Regions from separate parts of the Rattus norvegicus genome. Here region 2 is linked to region 1. A link is a contact called in public Hi-C data. All regions are on one chromosome and are shown on one strand. The core of a region is the stretch at or near the end of the contact, and the rest is flanking DNA. Distances in the headings are between cores, read along the strand shown.

Evidence for each region. Hi-C and Micro-C count contacts between places; a contact is called where the count stands out from the background.
Region 2: a contact with region 1 is called in a Hi-C map of hepatocytes, with 2.5 times the contacts expected there. The contact joins two enhancer-like sites. A contact is called at or near these places in 10 of 12 Hi-C or Micro-C datasets (the A7r5 cell line, Schwann cells, frontal cortex and 6 more).

The regions. Positions count from the first base shown.
Region 1 is chr2:117,032,790-117,036,130 of GRCr8, reverse strand. It overlaps Zmat3 (zinc finger, matrin type 3), which reads left to right. Exons shown (of 6, transcript NM_022548.2): 6 at 1-1,614. Among named protein-coding and RNA genes, the nearest start is that of Zmat3, 31 kb to the left of the region's middle. Within about 2 kb of position 1,345, at least 4 of the 93 cell types and tissues checked have an H3K27ac peak or open chromatin away from gene starts, as enhancers often do.
Region 2 is chr2:117,210,707-117,214,301 of GRCr8, reverse strand. No RefSeq gene overlaps it. Among named protein-coding and RNA genes, the nearest start is that of Zfp639, 11 kb to the left of the region's middle. Within about 2 kb of position 1,666, at least 2 of the 93 cell types and tissues checked have an H3K27ac peak or open chromatin away from gene starts, as enhancers often do.

The DNA.
Region 1 (3,341 bases), core at 96-2,595:
CAGGTTCCCTGGCCCACAAACCTTATGTTCCGGACAGGACTTGCTGTGAACTCCCAGGCGCTATAACCATTCGCCTCCTATGCCTGTACATAGCAGGATTAAACTTGGAGACAACAGTTCTGTCCACTGAGGGGTGGGCAAGCCTTAGAGCAGTCTCCAGCTTTCCCCCAGTCATGTCAGGGAAAACTGCCGTCTGCCTCCATCCTGTGCCCACCCTATGTGGCCAGCTCTGCAGAACTGAAGGGGTTTGCTCAGGTTGGATGGATCGGATGGGTAGGACCAAATCACAGGCCAACCCTGAGTGCTCTTAGGTTGTAACCTTAGGCTTCCAGTGTAACTGAACACTTCCTTTGTGCCCTTAGAAGGACTGTATTTATTTTCTACCAATTACAATTTTAGTTTTAGACATTTCACAGTTCTCTTCCCGTGGTCATTTGTTGTTTTGCGATGCTCCATGTAGCTCAGGTGAGTCAATTCTACCACGCAGCCAAGGGTGACCTTGAACTCCCCCGATCCTCCTGCCTCCACCTCCTGGTGCTGGGATTACAGGCATGTACCACCATGCCAAGCTATGAATAAATTGTAGTTTTAATTACGTCCAAAGCAATTGCTAAAATCTCACTGCACTGTTGAACACCGACTCATGCAGGGTCTGCCTGATTGTTTCACTATTGCAAATGGTGTTCCCATCACTGACTCGCCCATGCACTCTCTACCTGATGCTTTTTTTTGTTTAAGAAATGACTCCATATGTCAGGGAGAGCGATATTGATTGTCTTAGGGCAAAGCCCTATTGGGAACAAACCCTCCTGGAAGTGGCTGGTCGGTCGTTGTTCTGCCTTCTTCTGGTTATCTGATCACCCACCAAAGGTTCTGTAAGCCAGTGTGTCATTTTGTAAGTCTCATGTTGACTCTGTTCACCTGTCTTCCCGCCCCCCCGCCCCCTCCCCCCGCATGGGTTTTGTGTGTCGTCTTTGAAATGCCTTATTGGGTATGCCAGGCTCTGCTGTCGAGCATCCCAGCTGTCTGCTGAGACATACATATCCTCCCTGGGATGTGCTCTTGATCTGGAAGCAACACTGACCTAGCTTTCAGTATCAAGGGTGCATTTTAACACAGCTATTGTCTTAAGTTAGAAATGAAGCAGGAAGCCGAGAGAGTGTGGAACCCTTCATGTGATCAGTGTGGTGACCTGTAAATGTGCTTTTGCTGTTTCACTGGAAGGGACGCAGCTAAGAAACGCCAGTCCAAACCCGAAAGTGGGGCTGTGTCATATATCACGCCCTCCACTTGTCACTTGGCCATTGAGAATCTGAGCAGGCCATCGGGCAGTGGGCCAGTCTCTATGTTCTGGGGCTACAGAGCTGACTGACGTCACCGGATTCAAACCAATCAACTGTGAATTGTGAAACTGAAGTTGTTCTTTCGGTTTTTATCTCCCTCAGCCTATTAAGTGTAGAAGTCCGAATGTCATTTAAGCTTAGACCACTTATGTTGGCTCATCTTGGCTGTGTACTCTCATGTATGTACTGATTTCTGATAAAGGCTTGATGATACTGTAACGGACTTTCTGTGTTCAGTTCAATAAAACAGTTTCTGAGTCTCATCTCAAAAGTGTGTGGTTATGAATGGGAGACGAAGGGCGCCCAGTGGTCAGCACACAGGTGTTATCCACACACTGCGGATGAGCTGTGAGTTCCCATTCACGCCGCATGTGCTCTACCGTGTGCTTTCCGTGGCTTAGGACACTGAATTTGCAGACTTGCTGTGGGGTTCGCTTAGCTATCCGTCCACCCCACCTTCCTTCCCAGCTAGCCCGGGACCTGTGAGTATTCTGCTTTGTGATACCTTCCAATATTTATGTTCCCTTCAAATTCTGAGAAAACGAGCCCAGAAGCAGGCTGACCACTGCCTCTGGAAAGAAACACACAAGAGAGCAGAAGCTCAGTCATGCCTTGGGCGTTTCACCTGTAAAATGGGTATAATCCCTGTGAAACACAGTCCTCACAATCTCTGGAGTGCTGTGTGGTGCGTGGATCATGCCTTGAGTGTAAATGTTTGAAAAGCAGAGTGTAAGCTCTAAAATGGCGTGAGGAGGGGCATCAGAGGTGTCTACGTCACAGGACCCTTGCAGTTTCTCTGCCTGTAGACGTCCTGAGATGGGGACCTTAACAGCTGCTTGTAAGACAGCCCTGGACAGTCCCAGGCTGCCAGTGACCTGATGGAAGAGTGTGAAGGCCACACCCAGTGTTTGTGAAGAGCCTTTAAGACTTGTCTCCTGAGCTCAGTGCAACAAGAGTATTAATAGGACTGAGATATAATCCTAGTTCAAATGTGCCTAGCACACGTGTAGCCCCCTAACATACTTGAGATGTGCACCTGCCCTGGGACTGTGTCTGAGATGGAGTGCTCCTGACAGCGGGCAGATGTAGACCTGCCTTTGGAAGAGAGAAGCTGGTGCGTTAAGCTTGGCATTTGGGTTTTTAAGTATGTAATTAGAGCTTCAAATGTACTTAGGATGGCAGCCTTCCCTCCAGACAAGAACAAGATGGCTTTCATATTAGCTTCATTTTCTAATCTTTGTTAGCCAGAGGCTCTTTCGCTCTGATTTCAACAACAGTGCACCAGGTTATAGACGTGTCCCACAGGTATGTAGTGCCACCTTGTGGACTCATCAAAGCTTGTAGCTAGCTGTTGTGATGACCTTAATGATTTTAGGATTTAGCTTAACTTGCAGACAATATGAGTTTTACTGGTAAGTGAAGCAAAACTTAGATTAATTCGAAAATAAAGCAAATCCAGACACAGTGCCTTCAATAATTATTGGGGAATGCTTCCCTTGATAAAGCTTCCAAAGTAACTATTGTGGTGAATGCCTGTTTTATTCTAAATAAAATTCTTTCAGAATGCCTATTTTATTTAAAACCAAACAAAACAACCCCCTAGATTCACGTTTCCTTACATGTGGACAAGAAGCACAGACCTGAGACCATAGTGCAAGTCTCTACATTGGGAACAAGGAATTAGAGCCTCAAAAAAAGGCCATCGGAAGTGGGAAAAAGAATTGACCCAAAGGCACAGTGTTGCTGAATGAGCAGACATCACAGTGGCAGCATAAGAACTAAGTTCAGGGCTGGGGATTTAGCTCAGTGGTAGAGCGCTTACCTAGGAAGCGCAAGGCCCTGGGTTCGGTCCCAGCTCCGAAAAAAAGAGCCAAAAAAAAAAAAAAAAAAAAAAAAAAGAACTAAGTTCAAAGTACTAAGCGTTTCCTGTCACTTGGAGCAGGGACAGAATCGTCTCTGCATGGTGCATTGCAGCTCAGGAGACAGGACATTTGGGAA
Region 2 (3,595 bases), core at 417-2,916, 180 kb before region 1:
CCACACACACACATACACACACATCACACATCACACACACACTACACACACACACACACACACACACACACACACACACACACACACACACAGGTGAAGAGTTCTACATCTTCACCTGAAGGCTGCTAGCAGAATACTGGCTTCTAGGCATCTAGGATATCTAGGATAAGGGTCTTAAAGCCACAGTGACACGCCTACTCCAACAAGGCCGCACCTACTCCAACAGGGCCACACCCTCTAATAGTGCCACTCCCTGGGTCAAGCAGTTACAAACCATCACACACAGTGAGAAAGCATGAGTGGAAGCTCATTGTCCTCACAAAAGTCAGGTAAGGGAGTCTGAAGCCATTCTCCTCAAAGGGTTGATAGGGTATTGACATGGGGGTTTCTGTGGAACACCTGACAGGGCTACATGTAACAAGTTAGCAGCCTAGGACACAGGTTGGAAGACATAGGACATCTTCAGGATAAAGAATCTTGTTTGAAAATTACAGGAAATGTCAGGGAGAACGCCCTATTCAGGGTCTCATATCTTCAGGCCTTGATCCTGCTTCACTGTCATTTTAGCATGAAATTGCTCTATATGAAAAAAATGTTCTATGTCAGTCATCTTCACAGCAAAGCATATAATATTAATTATTTGAGACTTTCATACAATGCACTCTGCCTTAGTTAGGGTCCCCATTGCATGAAGAGACACCATGACTAAGGTACTCTTATACAGGACAACATTTAATTGGGGCTGGCTTACAGTTTCAGAGGTTCAGTCCATCATCATCAAGGTGGGGGAAGCATGGCAGCATCCAGGCCGACATGGTGCTGGAAAAGCTGCTGAGAGTTCTATATCTTGTTCAGAAGGGAACCAGGAGAAGACTGTCTCTTGGCAGCTAGGGGGAGGGTCTCAAGGCCCACCCCCACAGTGACACATTTCCTCCAATGAGGCCACACCTACTCCAACAAGGCCATGCCTCCTAATAGTGCCACTCCCTATTGGGCACTATTATTAAATAGGGCCAAGCATATTCAAACACCTAAGTCTATGGTGGCCAAAGCTATTCAAACCACTACACACTCCAATCTTACTTTCTCCCCATTCCTCCCAGGTCCACCCTGGCACCCACAAACACAGACACAGACACAGACACAGACACAGACACAGACACAGACACACACACAGACACAGACACAGACACAGACACACACACACACACACACAGAGAGAGAGAGAGAGAGAGAGAGAGAGAGAGAGAGAGAGCCAAGTTCAATTTGTATTGTCCATATTCTCATTTGATCACAATCAGACTCCCAGTGACCAACCCATTAAAAAACCTGAGAACTCCCCCTCAACATTACTCCCCAGAAGCCAACAACTGGGAAGGGCTACACTTCAACATCAAAGAGTGGAGTAGCAGTGATGGCAGACACAGGCGTCAGGTTGAGTTACAAAAGTAGCAAGATGGCCAGCTATTCATCGGCTGAAACAACTGAACAGTTCAAAAGTGTCCAGGAGGGCAGGAAAAGGGATGACAGGAATAGAGAGAGGGCAGGGGACTGAAGCTGGAGAAACAGAGAAGTCTCTAAGGAGCCAGAGGCCAGATCACAGGCTCTGGTTGCCAGCAGGGTTCCAGAGAACTGTCTTCAAGATTCCAGACCCCAGGCCAAGAGCTGTAACCTTAGCTAGTGTTAAGGGACCAAGGAATCTCTACTTCCTAGCCCAGCACAACAGCTGTACTTAAGAGTCCTGCAAGAAGGCTGTAAGAAGAACATTGTTGCTCTTCCCACCTGTCTGCTGTTGTCAATCACTGCAGCCAGAAGCTGAGAGAAGCAAAAGATACCAAAGGCAGGCACCGGAAGAGCTTTCTCATGTCCCACCTAGGTAGGGAGGGCAAAGGGTCTGTCCACCAGCTGATTATGAACAATATTTGAAACTATCAGGATTAGCTAGGTCTGGTGACATAAGCCTGGAAGCCCTGCTCCTTGGGGGATGGGGCGGAACATCACACGCAGAATGCTTGTTTCATGCCTTGTTTATGTAACTGCAGTCGGTGGCGGTCTCTGCCTACAAGAACGTTCAGAGTTAAACATGTGTTACCTTCGCTGGGTGGAGGGGGGTGTGGGTAGCAATGCAGTGTCTTAGGGTTTCTATTGCTGAAAGAAACACCATGACCAAGGCAACTCTTATAAGGGAAAACATTCAACTGGGGACTGGCTTACAGGTTCAGAGGTTCAGTTCATTATCATCATGGCAGGAAGCATGGGAGCTTCCAGGCAGACAAGGTGCTGGAGAAGGAGCAGAGTTCTGCATCTTGATGGGAAGGCAACCATGGAGAGACTGGCTTCCAGGCGCTAGGAGGGTCTCAAAGCCCACGCCCAGGGTTGGGGATTTAGCTCAGTGGTAGAGCGCTTGCCTAGCAAGCGCAAGGCCCTGGGTTTGGTCCCCAGCTCCGAAAAAAAGAAAAGGAAAAAAAAAGAAAGCCCACGCCCACAGTGACACACTTCCTCCAACAAGCCATGTCTCCTAATAGTGCCACTTCCTGGCATTATTCAAACCACTACAGGCTTCTTGGAGAATTGTTAGGGATTAGCCAAAGGACTAAGAGGAGGACGGCGACTGGGCATAGGGAAGGCGTGGACAAAGGCAACTGTGCTTCACCAGGTGTCCTAGACCCATTCATTCCTGCTGCCGAGATGAACTAGAAAGGCAGCCCAGAGACGGTGCTTTTTAGCTCATAGTGAACCTCCCAGGCCTCTCACTGTATTAATCTGTATTAATTTGTTTTGAAGTTTTAAATTTTCACTACTACTACTTTTCAATTTTTCCCTTTATTTTAAAGTGTGTGTGTGTGTGTGTGTGTGTGTGTGTGTGTGTGTCCTTCTTTAGAAGACATCCCTCCACCTCGACTTTTGAAGCAGGTTACTCATTGGCCTGGAATTCTCCAAGTGGCTGGGCTAACTGGCCAGGAAGCCCAGGGTCCTGCTGTGTCTGCGTCCCCTGCCCTAGGATTACAAACATAAGCCACCTCACCTGGCTTTTTAGATGGGCGCTGGGGTTCAAACTCGGATCTTCATGCTCCTCCAGCAATCATTTTACTGTCTGAGCCATCTCCTAAGGTCTACTTTTACTCTCTTGAGACAGGGTCCTACGTAACTGAGGCTGGTCTGAAACTTACTGTGCAGCCAAAGAAGCTTGACCTCTGACCCTCTGACCTCTACCTCCTAAGAGCTGGTATCACAGGCATGTATCATCAAGCCCAACTAAGGCTCAGTCAGTTCCCATGCTGGGGTAGGGCCCACAGAATCCCCCTTGTGTAGGTTGATGTCTTTATGCAGGTGAAGGCAGACAAGTTAGGCCAAGGCCATGATTGGACAGTAAAAATATTAAGGCGGGGACAAAGCTTTTGTAAGTCAGGAGATAAGGAGAAGAGAGACGAATCTAGACAGAGACGGGGAAGGATGACCCAGATCAGGGTGGTCTTGAATTGCCAAGGTAGCTGGGATGAATTTCTGTAGGCAAATTTATCTTATCTAGGTGGGCAGTTTATATCCTGACCAATTGGTTATAAGTTTATTGTATGGATGTACTGTGGATTGAGAA